Linked DNA regions of Pan troglodytes: region 1 is linked to region 2. The links are chromatin contacts, called in public Hi-C maps. All regions are on one chromosome and are shown on one strand. The core of a region is the stretch at or near the end of the contact, and the rest is flanking DNA. Distances in the headings are between cores, read along the strand shown. Region 1 overlaps SLC6A6 (solute carrier family 6 member 6). Region 2 holds the start of SLC6A6 (solute carrier family 6 member 6).

Region 1 (7,013 bases), core at 1,634-4,133, 51 kb before region 2:
AACAATCTCTTCAGTCCTCTGCTATATGCTGATTTAACAATCTCTTCAGTCCTCTGCTATATGCTGGGATCACCTGGCACCTTGGGGCAGGGGGCATCTCTATAGGGCAGGCTGGCGGCCAACCGCATCCCAGCTGGGGCCCTGCCAAGCATGTGGATCTGGCGCCTGCCACGGCTTTAAAACAAAAAGCCTTTCCTCATTCTGCAGGGCTCAGCACCTTCAGTGAAAGCCAGGGCAGGCTGGGCAGTGGCCCAAGACTTCCTTGTGAATGGGCAGCACCAGGAGAGGAGGAAGAGCACCTTTCCACCATCTCCCAGGCCCACCAGGTGCACTATCCTCGGTCTCAAAGGAAGCCTCCCTGAGGTTCTGGAAGACTCACTGTAGAGCCCCTGTCTGTCTTCCGCTGTCCTGTCCCACGCTGGGGAAATGTCTGTCTTGCCCACCAGACCCTGGACATCCCAAGGACAAGGGCTTTATATGCTGATAAGATGCCCAGTCACAAGACACCCTTTCCTTTGATTCTTCAGGGCAAGCTGGCTGAGAAGCTTAATACTCCAGAGCCCTGATTCTGACCATACCCAGCCTGCAGCCAGCTCATCTAACAGCATCTGCCCTTCTCCTACCACCATGCTGGTCAAACCAGTGGTGCCCAATACTGATGGGAGGCTGCCACACTGACTTGTTCGGGGCAGCTGACCAGCTATGGAGTCTACAACAAAGAAAATGAGTCCTCCGCCTCCTTCTCCATTGCTGGTGGTAGTCCCTTTGTAGGACCTCATGGTGCCATCCAGGGACGTTTGCTTTGATCAGGCAATTCCATTCCTAGGATTACCTCCTATAGTTACACCTGCATGGGTGGCCAGAGACATAGTACCCCCCTCAAGCAGTGCTGTCTGTAGAGTGAAAGACTGGAAATGACTCAAATGTCCATCAAGAGGAGCTTGTAAACTGTGGAGCAGGCACACACTGGAATACAATGCAGCGGTGTAAAACAGGAAAGTTCTCAGTGTCCTACTAAGGAGCTTGGTCCTGGAGACAAAATGCAGGAAGAGAAGCAAGGTGAAGAACAGTGCATGAGACATGCTCCCTACTGTGTAAAGAGGGAGGGAGACAGAGACACATTTGTACTTGAATACACACACACTATTTTTGGCAGGACACACAAGAAGCTGGTGGCAGTTGCTGCCTGTGTGGGGGAGGGGGATGCGCTTTGCAACGTATTTTTGCACTATTTCAATGTTTTTAATGTGCACATATCACCTTTATCAAAGTTATTTTAAATTCTTGAAAAGCTTTATAACGGGCCATGTGAACGTACTAGGACTGAAACCAATGTATCTCATCAATCAGGATTTGTCACAACACAGCCTGACACAGGCTCAGGGCCAGAGCAACTGACATTCTTTCCAAAGACATCTCGGGCAGCCATGCAGGCTGAATCTCAGGCAGGCCCCTCCACAGTCCCTTCCGTGTCTGACTTCCAGGGTCTTCCCAGCCAGAAAGCAGCCGATCAGGATCCCAGCCAATCCCTACCCAGCAGTGACGGCGTGCTCTGTAAACTGTAGAGTGTCATGCCGAGGGAACGCCATGGCGCGCTGCCACTCACCTGTGCCTCCTAAGTACCCCAGGAGGAAGCTGCACAGGCTCCCCACAGTGTTAACACAGCTTTCCCAGCACACTGTCTCTGCCCCTGTCCAGGCCCCTGACGCCCCCAGGATGATTTCCAGCAGCCTCTTCATTGGTCTTCCTCCCTCTACTCCTGCCCCAACAAGTCAGAGGGAATCTATCAATACCTATGTCAGGCCACATCCCTCCTCTGCTCCACGTCCTCCCAGGGCTCCCGCTCCCCGGCCAACACGGCCCTTCTGACCTTGCCATTCAGACTCACTTTTAAGAGTGAGTGGGTGCCAATTAGTAAACACACAGGTCAACGGGTGTAAAGAGGAAGTGTTCTGGGCAGGCTGGGGGTGCGGGCGCCCAAGCCCTACCCTCATCCTCCAGACTGCACCACCACTTCCTCCTCCTTCAGCCACCCTAGCTGCTATCTGGGACATTCCCTGAACAGGTCGAACGCGATCCTGCCTTAAGGCCTTGGACCTAACTGCTTCCCTCGGCCACTTGTTCCAAAACTCCCTCGCTCCTTTCCTTCAGGTCTCTGTTCAAAGGCCACATCCCCAGGGCAGCTGTTCCTGGCCACCCTCTGTAAAAAACATCCCTGGTCACTGTCCTTCCCCTGCCCTGGGCCTATTTCTCATCACTTATTGCTTTTATATTATAATTGTATATGTGCTATCTATTTAATGTCTGCCTGTCCCATTAAAATGTCAGTCCCAAGAAGGCAGGGTCTATGTCTATCTTGATCACTGAACAGTGCCTGGTACCTAATAGGTGCTCAGCTGACATTAGTTGAGTAAATTAATTATACCCATTTGGTTGATGGGGAAACTGAGGCTGAGACAAGTTCAGGAATGCACCTGAAATCACTCAGATAGAAATCAACCATGGACCTGGTTCCTTTTTTCTGATGCCACCCTGGGGCCAGCCACCTCATGTGCTGGGCATGGTGCTGGCCTTGGCAAGGGCCCCAGCATCCCCAGCTTCCTCGTCTGTCTCATACAGAGGGAGGAGACTCCGAGGTAAGCTGCATTCTTGTCCAAGAATAGTAATGATTCACTCCAGGGTGGGATCCAAAAAAGAACTGCCTGGACGTCTGTTTTGAGTCGGCCGCCCTGCTGCCGTCCAGCCGGCACTCAGAGATGTAAATACGTCCTCCTAGCGGGCCAAATCGTTTCCTTTTGACTGCAGGCCAGCCATTTATTGGCCATGGCTCTCCCCTGGAGACTAGCAGAGGCAACAATTATAAAAGGGCCCGTCCGCCCAGAGCATGGGGCCGTGCAGCCTTTCTCCACCGCCTCCTCCTTCCGACAGCTGCAGGGGAAGATTGGCTGAGCAGGCCTTGTTTGCAAATATGACTCATTTCTTTGATTCTAATAAAGTCTAATGATACGTGCCGAGCTCCCAGGGGGTCTGGAGGAGCCTAGGAGGAAGGCACGGCTCCAGCCTGATGGAGGGCATCTGGCCAGGTCTGGCCCCGCCTGTCCTCCAGGGCGACCTTGGGACAGAGGTGACCCCAGACAGCAAGGAGAAGCAGGGGACAAAAGCTCTGTGTCCCCATCCCAGAGCAACTCGGCACTCAATTATAAAGCCAGCATGAAATGACTGTCTCTGGGGCCCCAGCGGCTTCTCATGAGGATCTGGGAAAGTGCAGCTCACTGGCTTCTGCTGAGAATGGTGACTTAGCACTGCACACAGGGTGGGTGTAGGGGGTTCAGGCCGAGAGAAGACCCCATGAGTAACCTGGGAGCGGGGAGACACACATGTGGCACAATGTGACCTGTGACCATGGACTTGGGCTCCCAGGCCCGGCCCGGGCTCTGGGCTGGTGGCTGGTGGGGACACAGACAAAAGGTTAGCTGGAGGCAGGATGCAGTGCTGAATGCCAGGGCTGGAAGCTTTGCTCCTTCTAGCTGTGCATGTGACCTCGGGCAGGGCACTGCACGTCTTGCATCGTCAGTGTCCCGTGGCCCCCTGCAAAGCACATCCCTGGTCTTAGCTCCATAACACTCAAGCCAGGCTGTGAGTCACTGGGACCACGCTACTTCTGTTTACAGAGGAGAGAAGAGGGCGTGGAGAGGTGAGGTCACTGCCTCAAGGTCGTGCAGCTGGGATGTGTGGGAGCCAGAGTTGAGCTTTGTCTCCCCCCACAAGGAAAGGGGAATGTCACCCATTGCTGCTCTGCTGCCTCCTCTGTGAAAACAGAGGGAGGAAGGGCTGGCAGGGAGGGTCAACAGGGACCTTTCCTGCCCAGAAGAAGCTGGGAGATGGCTCCGCTCCCCTGGTGCCTCGTACCCCTGACTTCCAGAGACTACTGAGCACCTGCCAGCAGCACCTGCCAGCAACTCCTGCTGAAGGAAAGGACGGGCCAGGGACCTATGCATCTGGGGCATATAAGAGAAGTGAAAGGAAGCAACAGCTGGGGCTGGGCTTCAGCTTGAGGGCCACCAAGACCAACCTTCGAGGGTATCCTCACTGCTCTGCCGCCCAACTGGCTCCCAGACAGCAACGCGCAAAAAATCCTGACAAGATTCACTCGAGAGAAACCCCAGGGTCAGACGCTGCAGGGTTGGTGGCTATCTTCAGGGGGATTCAGATAAGTTTCACCCAAAGGGAACCCAGACCTGCTGAAGGCTGAGGCCTCCGAGGCCCCGTATACAGTCAGTGCTCAGCAGACATCCAGCCTCTCTTTCCCACCAGTGTGTTCCTTAAGGAATGTCCAAAAATCACATTCAATTCAGTCACACCACCTCCCTTCTCATATACCTTCTATGGTTCCTCCTCCAAGAGAACAAAGTTCAAATGTACCCGCCTAACATTCAAGGCTTTGACCCTTCTCCCTGGCCCTACCTGTCCCTCACCCGTGCATCCTATGCTCTAGCCAAACCATCCCAAATACTCATGTGCTTTCAGAATGCTGACTCTGCATGGGCTGTTCCTCCTACCTAGACTGTCTTGTCACTCTCCTTTTCTGCCTAGTGAACTTCTACTCATCCTTCACAGCCCAGCTCATATGCTCCTCCATCTGCAGATGGGGAAGTGAGCCAGAGAGAGGTAGTGATTTGCTGATCCACGCAGGTGGATGAAGACATGGAACTAATGAGGAGATTCAGCACCCAGTGAGCACTTGCTGTGTTGAAATAGTCTCAATCCTTTCTGCCAGGGTGAGATCATAGCATGGGAAAAGCCATGAGAGGGTTCTGAGCTGGGAAATAACAGGTTGGATTCAGAATTGGTTACAGAGGTGCAAGGATAAGGCACGGAGAGATCCAAGAGGCCAGTGCTGGTGTCCAGGAGAGTGATGGGGGTCCCATGGGGGTGAGAGTGATGGGGGTCCCATGGGGGTGACAGTGCATGGGGACAGTGCTCAGATTGTAGGTATACTCTGAAGGGGGAGCCAAGAAGATGTGTGAATTGGATGTGGAATTTGAGGTAGAAAGAAGAGTTTTGGATGACGCCTAGCTATTTCCTCTACTTAGAAAGCCTCTGCAGAGACTGAAAGAAATGACAGGGGCAAGTTCCTAGTACTATGCTCACAGGAGTCAACTACTCCCTACTGGTTCTCTTGCCTTTCCACCATTGCATGCCAAGAAAAGAGAAGGCTCTTGAAGGCAGGAGGCCGGGTCTTTCTTGCCCACGGCACCTGGCTCAGGGCTGGAACTGAGCTGTCCCCTGGTGTAGTTCTCTGGCCTCGGCCTGTGCTGTGAAGGCAGGTCACAGGAGGCAGTGCTGGTCTTGCCTAAGCCTGCTTTCCAGGCTCCTGCTCCATGGCCCTCAATCTTCCCCAGGGTTCTAGAAAGAGGGCAACTTATTTGTGAATGTTCAGGTGGTCTCACAAAGCTCTGCTGGAATCTGGGGCTGGGGGTGCAGGGGTAGGAGAGGTGTGAGAGCTGGAGCGGGAGGTGAGTACCAAGCTGGCAGCCAGGGTTCTTTGGACAGAGCAAATCCATCTGGATCATGCAGAAGCTTGGGAAGGTGCCTGCAGAACCAGACACTTTCCAAAGATAAATACTGTCTCAGTGTCTTCCAGGCCAGAAAATGGAGCTGGGGTGCTCAGAATGGAGATTCTGGAAGGCAAGGGTCCCAGAATACCCCCGAGGGCCCGGTCCCTCTGGAAGGTGTGAGTGAGGACTGGCCAACCTGAGGACCTCACATTGCTCCCAAGTGTTCCCTCTCTAAGACCCCTGGGTCCCAGACAACAGCGAGACAAGCAGAGCCCAGAAGAGGATGACCCCTTTACAATAGGGGGTGATTCTTTAAGTTCATAACACACAAAGAAACTGCCCTGAGGGGTAGTTTTATGCACTATGAGGGCACTCGATAAATAATAATGGATTCTGGCCAGGCACAGTGGCTCACTCCTGTAATCCCAGCACTTTGGGAGGCTGAGGCAGGCGGATCATGAGGTCAGGAGACTGAGACCATCCTGGCCAACATGGTGAAACCCCATCTCTACCAAAAATACAAAAATTAGCTGGACATAGTGGTGTGTTCCTGTAATCCCAGCTACTTAGGAGGCTGAGGCAGGAGAATTGCTTGAACCAGTGAGTCGAAGGTTGCAGTGAGCCGAGATCACGCCACTGCACTCCAGCCTGGCAACAGAGTGAGAGACTGTCTCAAAAACAAAATAACAGTACTAATAATAATAATGGATACTCAGGGCTGGCCACCCAGGATCTCATGCAGTTAGGGCCATCCTACAACCTTGGGATGTCAGCACTGCCATCTCCCCAGGTGCAGGTGAGGATACCACGGCCCAGAGAGCAGGACACTTCCGCCTAAGCTAGAAGTGGCAAAGTGAGGGTTCAAACCCAGGCAGGCCAGTCAATGTCTGAGGCAAGGAGGTCCCAGCAAACGCCTTCAGTAACTGGCTAAGCGCCAGTGTCCAGGAGTGGGGAAGGCCCGGTTTTCAGGCCATGCCAAAAACAGCAGAGAAAGGACAAGGCTGTGTCTTGGACCCCATTCAAGTGAGAAAAAGGAAGTGCCAGCCTTTCTTTGTCTGTGAACTCAGCTCCCCAGGGGGCGGGGAACCGAGGGGCAATGATTGTGCTTCCAATGTCCCTTTTGTTTGTAAGTGGAAAATATACACACAAGAGGAACCCCCAGTGACATTGGGCCTAAGGACCTGCCCTGAGCATACACTGAAGGCCTGGAGCAGCGACAGTGACACGGACCGCCCAAGTAAGGGCTCCACACCAGTGAGGGCAACCGACCCCTTCTTTGCCAACGATGTCCCAGCCCTGACCCCAAAGCATGGCTGGGGCCAGTCGGTAGGCCGCTCCCTCTTCTCTGGCCCATTCCTGGGCCAGCTCCTAAGAGGTGGGTAAACACCTTGAAAATGGCAAAACCATACACAAAGACAGGGACTGTCATCTCGTGATGATTCAGAACCAGAACCA
Region 2 (6,499 bases), core at 2,575-5,074:
CCTTAAACCCAGTATGACTCCTGCTGCCATCAGGAGAAAGCCCAAACCCACTTACACAGCATTCAAGGCCCTCCGGCTGGCACGGTGGCTCACACCTATAATCAACACTTGAGAGAGAGGCTGAGGCGAGAAGATTGCCTGAGCCCAGGAGCTTGAGACCATCCTGGGCAACATAGTAAGACCCTGTCTCTATTTTTATATGTGAAAAAATAAAACGACCCCCTCCCCACCATCTGGCTCCTATTCCTCTCTCCAGCTAGGACCCAGGGAACCTGTTCTACAAACATGCTTGGCTATTTCACGCCACTGTGCCCTTGTGGCTGCTCTGCCCCCTGTTGAGAATGCCAGCCCATCCTGTTTCTCCACCCACAGACAATGGCAACTCCGATACTGTGTCCTCTAGGAAGCGAAAGTGCCTCCTGCCCACTAACCCACCCTCACTGCACACTCAGCTGCTCCTTGGGTCTTCTTCACCGTATCCTACGGATGGTAATGGCCATTGCAGCTACCACATGCTTCTACCTCTGGGACAGGAGCTCCTAGAAAGCCAACACTCTACCTTGAACCCAGTGCCGGCCCAGAGCTGACCTTAACCAAGGTCTATTAATCAACTAAAGGAAGCACATTAAAAAAGCGCTCTCATTCTCACTTGAAGGCTTCCTTAGGCATTTCCAGATCCACAGCTCCTGCCCAGAACCCATAAATTCAAACGAACGCTCTGGCCAAGTTGGCAAACACAGGAAAGTGAGATGCAGCCCCAAAGAATCTGACTCTTGCTCATGACCTTCTGCAGAAGTGGGGAATCAGCATGTACCTGCCAGGGTGGCCCTGGGATTTCAGGCCAACCCCAATTCCCAGGCAGACCCACTCTGGCTGCAGCTAAGCTGCATTCTGGGGAGCCCTTATAATTTACTTCTCAGCTTTTTCTATATACGGGAACGTGTTCAATGACTCACAAGTGTCTTATCATTCAGGACCTTTGGAAAGACTTTCAGAGAAGTACAGCTCCCAAATCCTTTGACAAACTGACAGGCGGACAAGTTCAGGTTAGAAAAGAGAGTCCCCAGAGCCCGGACTGCCTTGTGGAGGGCTGACCCCTGCAGCAGAATGGGTAGCAGGGCTCAGGGGAAGGCACAAAGAAGGGAGAATGAGTAACTAGGGACAGAGGCAAGGTGCAAATGGGTCCCATAGGCTCACTTTCCTGCCCTAAGGACTGGGACACCTTTGTCCCTCATTTTCCCCAGGCCCCGGTTCAATTTCAACTCCCCAGGATATCAGTGACCAAAGCCCCATGGGGCCAAAACTCACAGCTGAGCTAGGGAAAACCTTTTGAAACTTAACTTTGTCCAGTCAAGGCAAAGTCCCTTAGGTGGCTCTCAGTTTGTCCATCTATAAAATGGGTACTGCTCACCAGGCCTCCAGACTCTGAAAAGCAGATGTGGTCCAATCACCACAGGTTGAGGTGACGGGAAGGAGGCAGGGGAGGATGATTGCAGCTGAGCCATGGGTTAGTACAAGGGTGTCCCCAAAGGACAAAGCCTCCAGAATGCACCTTGGCCCTTGCCATACACCACAGTGACCCAGGACCTCGTGACACCCTCTAATCAGCAGCTCTACAGCCGAGCCCGGCTTTACAGCTTACCACAAGCTTATTCAGCCTCATCTCCCTCAATCCCCTCAAGGACGTAGTGAGGCCGGCACTGGTGTCCTTGCTGCCCAGGCAGCCAAGCTGAGGCTCAAAGAAACCAAGGGAATCAACCAAGGTCACCCACCCATTAAAACAAAGCATAGGACTTAAATCAGTTCCCTGGGGACAAGCTCCTACCTCTGGTCCCTGGTTTACTCTATAACCAGTCTGCCCCACCCATTTTACAGGTAAGGAAACCGAGGCAGAAAAAGGGTTGCCCAAGGTCAACTGGGGGCTGAGCCAGGCCTAACACCTCCCACCTTCTACCAGTCCCACCCTGTTGGGGGTTCTTAGCCGTGCTAGGCCCCCTTTGGATCCTCTCCAACACCATCTTGATGAAATTCCTCCCCCACCCCACCTCCTCATGCCCACCCCACAATCCCTGGGTGACTCCCTGGTCGAGAGGGAGGCAGGTGGTTGCTAAGCACTCACCCGCTCTCTCTCTCTCATAAAAATAAACTCCTTCTGGCTAGGAGACTCTGGACAAGATCCCCTCCCTTCTAGCCAACAAAAAATTAAAAAGAAAATTTAAAAAGATCTCCTCAGTGACATTTACTTGAACGTCAGCTGTGCCAAAGCGGGGGCCAATTTACTGAAGTCCAAATGGAGCCATGCGCCAGTAAACCTCAGCCCGAAGACCCTCCATTCAAGTGTCTGGGCAATTACTGAGCTGATTTATTTCCCCAGACAGGAAACGGGGGCCCAGGCTGCCTCCCAAGCTTTTGGGGCTGGTCCTGGGGATGCCGGGATCTGGCAGAGGCCCAACAGTGACCAAAATAGCCAGGCCGGTGGCCCTGCCCGGCACACACCTCCCTGCCTGGGAGAGCTGCCCACAGGTCTCCTCTCCAGTCCAGGCTGAAGTCCAGGCTGAAGCTTTGAGGCTGTAGGAGGAGGTCCCTGGAATTCTCTCTGTCTGGCTTCCCTAGTGGGAGGGGAACGAGAATCTCCTACTCAAAAGAGGAACCCACAGAAGGAAGAGAAATAGTCTGGAGGAGGAAGTGTCCTGCTGGCCCTGCCGGCTGTCCACTACCCCTTGGCTGCCCCTCCGGGCCTTGGTCCCACCACTCAGGACTGCTGGACGCTGGCGCTGCCACCTGCACACCACCTATGGAGTGCATGCACCTATGGAGCCACGCTGCCCTATCACCTCTCCCCACTCAGCGCCGGCCCTGGAGAACCAGCTCTGGCCATTGGACCCTCTAGGCACCAGGGACACCCTCTTGGGTACAGCCGAGGACACACGAGTGCCCACAACCAGGGACCTGGAGACACAACCACACTCAGGGACACGCACGTGCACCTAGCCAGGGCCTGGAAGACGCAGCCCCCCACACACAGATTCATGCAGACACAAACGGGGACACACAAGAGCACACATCCAAAGACAGCACACTCAGGTATCACACACAGAGAGGCACACACACACAGCCCAGCACGCAGAGAATAACAGACATGCACCGGAACACACATGTGCACGCTGCTGGGGACACGGTGAAACAGCCACCCTCAGAAACACAGACACAGGGATACGGAGGCACATGTAGGCATCCTGACGGAGACAGGCACACAGATATGCCACACACACACACACACACACACACACACACACACACACACACTCTCTCTCCTGCCGCCCGCACCAAGAGCCGGAGCCCTTTTGCCGGGGAAACAATAACAGCCCCGCCAGCGGGACTGAGCAGGCGACCCTCGGTCCCTTCCGCGGTGGTGAAAGGGGCGCCGGATGGGCGCACGCGGAGGGGAGGAGGCCGGGACTGCGGCGACGCGGGGATGGGGAGGGGCTGCAGACGGCGGGCAGCGCCGGCTGCGCGCCCAGCTCCCGGTCCCTCCGGTACCTGGGGTGGCTGCGGCGCCGCCCGCGCTCTGCTCGGCTGTGCCGGGTTCCGCCGGCCGGGGGCTGCCTGCCCGCTCGCTCTCTGACCCGCTGGGTGAACGCTCCGCACTCCCTCTTGGCGCAGCTTGTCCTCTGGGCTTGCGGTCCTCGGGGCTCGGCGTTGGCGGCGGCGCGAAGGAAGCGGTAATTTATAAGCGGCTTCTTCCTGACCTCGCGTGTCTGTTGTCTGAGCAGGCAGCTCTCAGCATCACCCATCCTGCTGGGTGGAAAAATACCAGCTCGGCCGGGCCGGGGGCGGGGCCGGGGCGGGGCCGGGGCGTCCAGCCCCGCCCCAAGTGCGGACACACGCGCGCACACACACACATGCACACACATACACGCATACACGCACGCGCGCATGGGCTCGGACACACAAAGAACCCGGGCTCGCCGAGCGCGCGCGCACACCCTCATGCCGCGCGGCGAACGTTCGTTGCCAGGTGCGGCAGCCCGCCCTGGGCGCCTCCTGCCTGCGGAAGAAGAGCAGGACAGACCCGACCCGACCCGCCTAGTCCTCTCCTTCACAGCAGCCTCCAAACTCCACCGCTCGCCTCTTCCGCCAGGCTCCTAGGATGAGGCCCAGGGCTCCTGGAGCAGCCAGGTGCAAACCAGACCGGGCTCGCAGTCCACTGCGTTCCCCTGGGCGATCGTCCACGTTCTGGGAGACTCGGTATGCCCCGGGAGGGTGGCCTGAGCTTGTGGTGTGAAGCCAGGTACAGAGCTCCAGAATCCTGGCCTTGCCATGGCTGTGTGACCCTGGGCAAGTGACTCACAATTTCTGTGCCTCAGTGTCCTCATCTATAAAATGGAAAGGAAAATAGTAGCGCTTGTCTCCTCTGGCTGTTATGAAGATCCAAGGTTAACAGCGTAGAAGAACTCGGAACGCACCCGGCATCTAGGAAGTGCCAAGCCAGTGTCAGCTAATGTGACTATTTTTAAATGGAGATGGGGAGTGTGCCATTATTCTTGTCCTTATTTGAATGAACGGGCCCTCAGGGACCATTTTCCACTGCCCCGCCCTGGCAGCATGCCAGGGAAACGCTGTGAGAACCCCGAACCCCAGCCTTCTCCTGTCTTCCCTCTCTCTGTCTCTCTCAGCACCTGGGAGGCGGGGAGGAGAGAGCCGATCCTTCCACCATTTACACGGAGAATAAAAGAAGAAATACCGGCCAGGCGCGGTGGCTCATGCCTGTAATCCCAGCACTTTGGGAGGCCGAGGGGGCAGATCACCTGAGGTCAGGAGTTCGAGACCAGCCTGGCCAATATGGCGAAACTCCGTCTCTACTAAAAGTACAAAAATTAGCCTGGCATGGTGCCGGGTGCCTATAATCCCAGCTACTCAGGAGGCTGAGGCAGGAGAATCCCTTGAACCCGGGAGGCGGAGGTTGCAGTGAGCCGAGATCACGCCACTGCACTCCAGCCTGGGCGACAAGAATGAGTCTCAAAAAAACAAAGAAGAAGAAGAAGAAGAAATACCACTCAGGCCAGGATCCCTGCCTGGAAGGGCTCTGCAGCCGCTCTCCCTGTACAGCCCCAGGATGCTAAGGAGCATCCCGAAGTGACACTGGCTCTCCCTGGAGGCCCCTGCTGTCGGACTCCAACCTGACCTTCCAGTGGGTGCTCCTCATACTGGCTCCAGCCAAGACAGACGAGGACCACTGGGCACATGCCCTTCCTTGCCTTCCTGTCACCCTTCCCACCCTTCTCTGCTGGCCCCAGGTGGCCCCTTCCTCCAGGAAGCACCTGGGGATCAGCAGTGCCTCTAGGGTCCCAGTGGCCCACGTGACATCTGCTTCTGGCCACCTGAGCACTCTCCTTTGAGTTCAGGGTCACTGTACCCTTTTATAGGTGAGAAAACGAAAGCTGAGGAAGAGGAGTGACTGGGTCTCCCATATCCCTCTGCTTCAGCTATGAGGTTCCCTCATGAACTGCAGGAACAGACGTCAAGCAAAAACTCCTCAGACGCCCTGTGCATGTGTGGTCGCACAGGGCACAAAGGCTGAAGCAAAGGGGCAGGTCCTAGCGTGGGGAGGGGACTCCAGGATTGAAGTTTGAACCAAAAGGAGGCTTTGACTAAGCCACGAGCAGTGAAGCCGGCAGAAGAGGAAGCAAGTTCTAGCAGAGGTGCCTGCCGTGCAAAGGCCTGAGAGCAAGGTTGTTGGTGGCAGGGCTGAGCTTGAGGGTCTGAGAGAGTGAGCAAGGGCAGTGGCTGTGGGAGAAGGGAAGAGTTGTGTGTTCAGAGCTGCAATTTGGAAAGGCCCATGGGATCCTTTGACCTCCAGGTAGGCCAGCGGAGCCTCATGCAGGTAGTGCCAGCGCAAGACACATGAGTGAACCATCTATCCAGTTACCAGCTCCATGAGGGATGGGATCTGTTCTTTTGCCTCCATCAACTCCTGGAGTCTATCATAGGCCTGACACACAGTAGGTACTCAATAAGGGTTTGCTGCATTTATTTTAACGTACTTTTCTTTTTCTTTTCTTTTTTTTCTTTTAAAACGGAGTTTCGCTCTTGTTGCCCAGGCTGGAGTCCAATGGCGCAATCTCAGCTCACTGTAACCTCCGCTTCCTGGGTTCAAGTGATTCTCCTGCCTCAGCGCCGCTAGTAGCTGGCATTACAGGCATGCGCCACCACGCCTGGCTAATTTTGTGTTTTTAGTAGAGATGGGGTTTCTCCATGTTGATCAGGCTGGTCTCAAACTCCCAACCTCAGGTGATCTGCCTGCCTCGGCCTCCCAAAGTGCTGAGATTACAGGCGTGAGCCACCGTGCCCGGCTTTAACTTACTTTTCTTTGACACTTAACTATGTACCCTGCACAGTTAAATGCATTTTAATAAGTTAAACCTTTTCATCCCGACAACACCCCTATGAGATTGGTACAATTATTTCTTCCGTTTTATAGAAGGTAAAACTGAGCCAC

What was found. A called contact is a pair of places that touch in the nucleus more often than the background predicts.
Region 1: a contact with region 2 is called in a Hi-C map of stem cell-derived neural progenitor cells, with 2.5 times the contacts expected there. The contact joins the enhancer-like site here to the promoter of SLC6A6 in region 2. A contact is called at or near these places in 2 of 7 Hi-C or Micro-C datasets (blood and stem cell-derived neural progenitor cells) and 1 of 1 other capture datasets (stem cell-derived neural stem cells).

What each region holds. Positions count from the first base shown.
Region 1 is chr2:18,449,566-18,456,578 of NHGRI_mPanTro3-v2.0_pri, reverse strand. All of the region lies in intron 5 of SLC6A6 (solute carrier family 6 member 6), which reads right to left. Among named protein-coding and RNA genes, the nearest start is that of SLC6A6, 51 kb to the right of the region's middle. Within about 2 kb of position 2,883, at least 16 of the 24 cell types and tissues checked have an H3K27ac peak or open chromatin away from gene starts, as enhancers often do. A contact at or near this core is called in stem cell-derived neural progenitor cells and stem cell-derived neural stem cells, where this site is marked.
Region 2 is chr2:18,399,599-18,406,097 of NHGRI_mPanTro3-v2.0_pri, reverse strand. SLC6A6 (solute carrier family 6 member 6) reads right to left here and starts at 3,824. Exons shown (of 15, transcript XM_016940534.4): 1 at 3,541-3,824.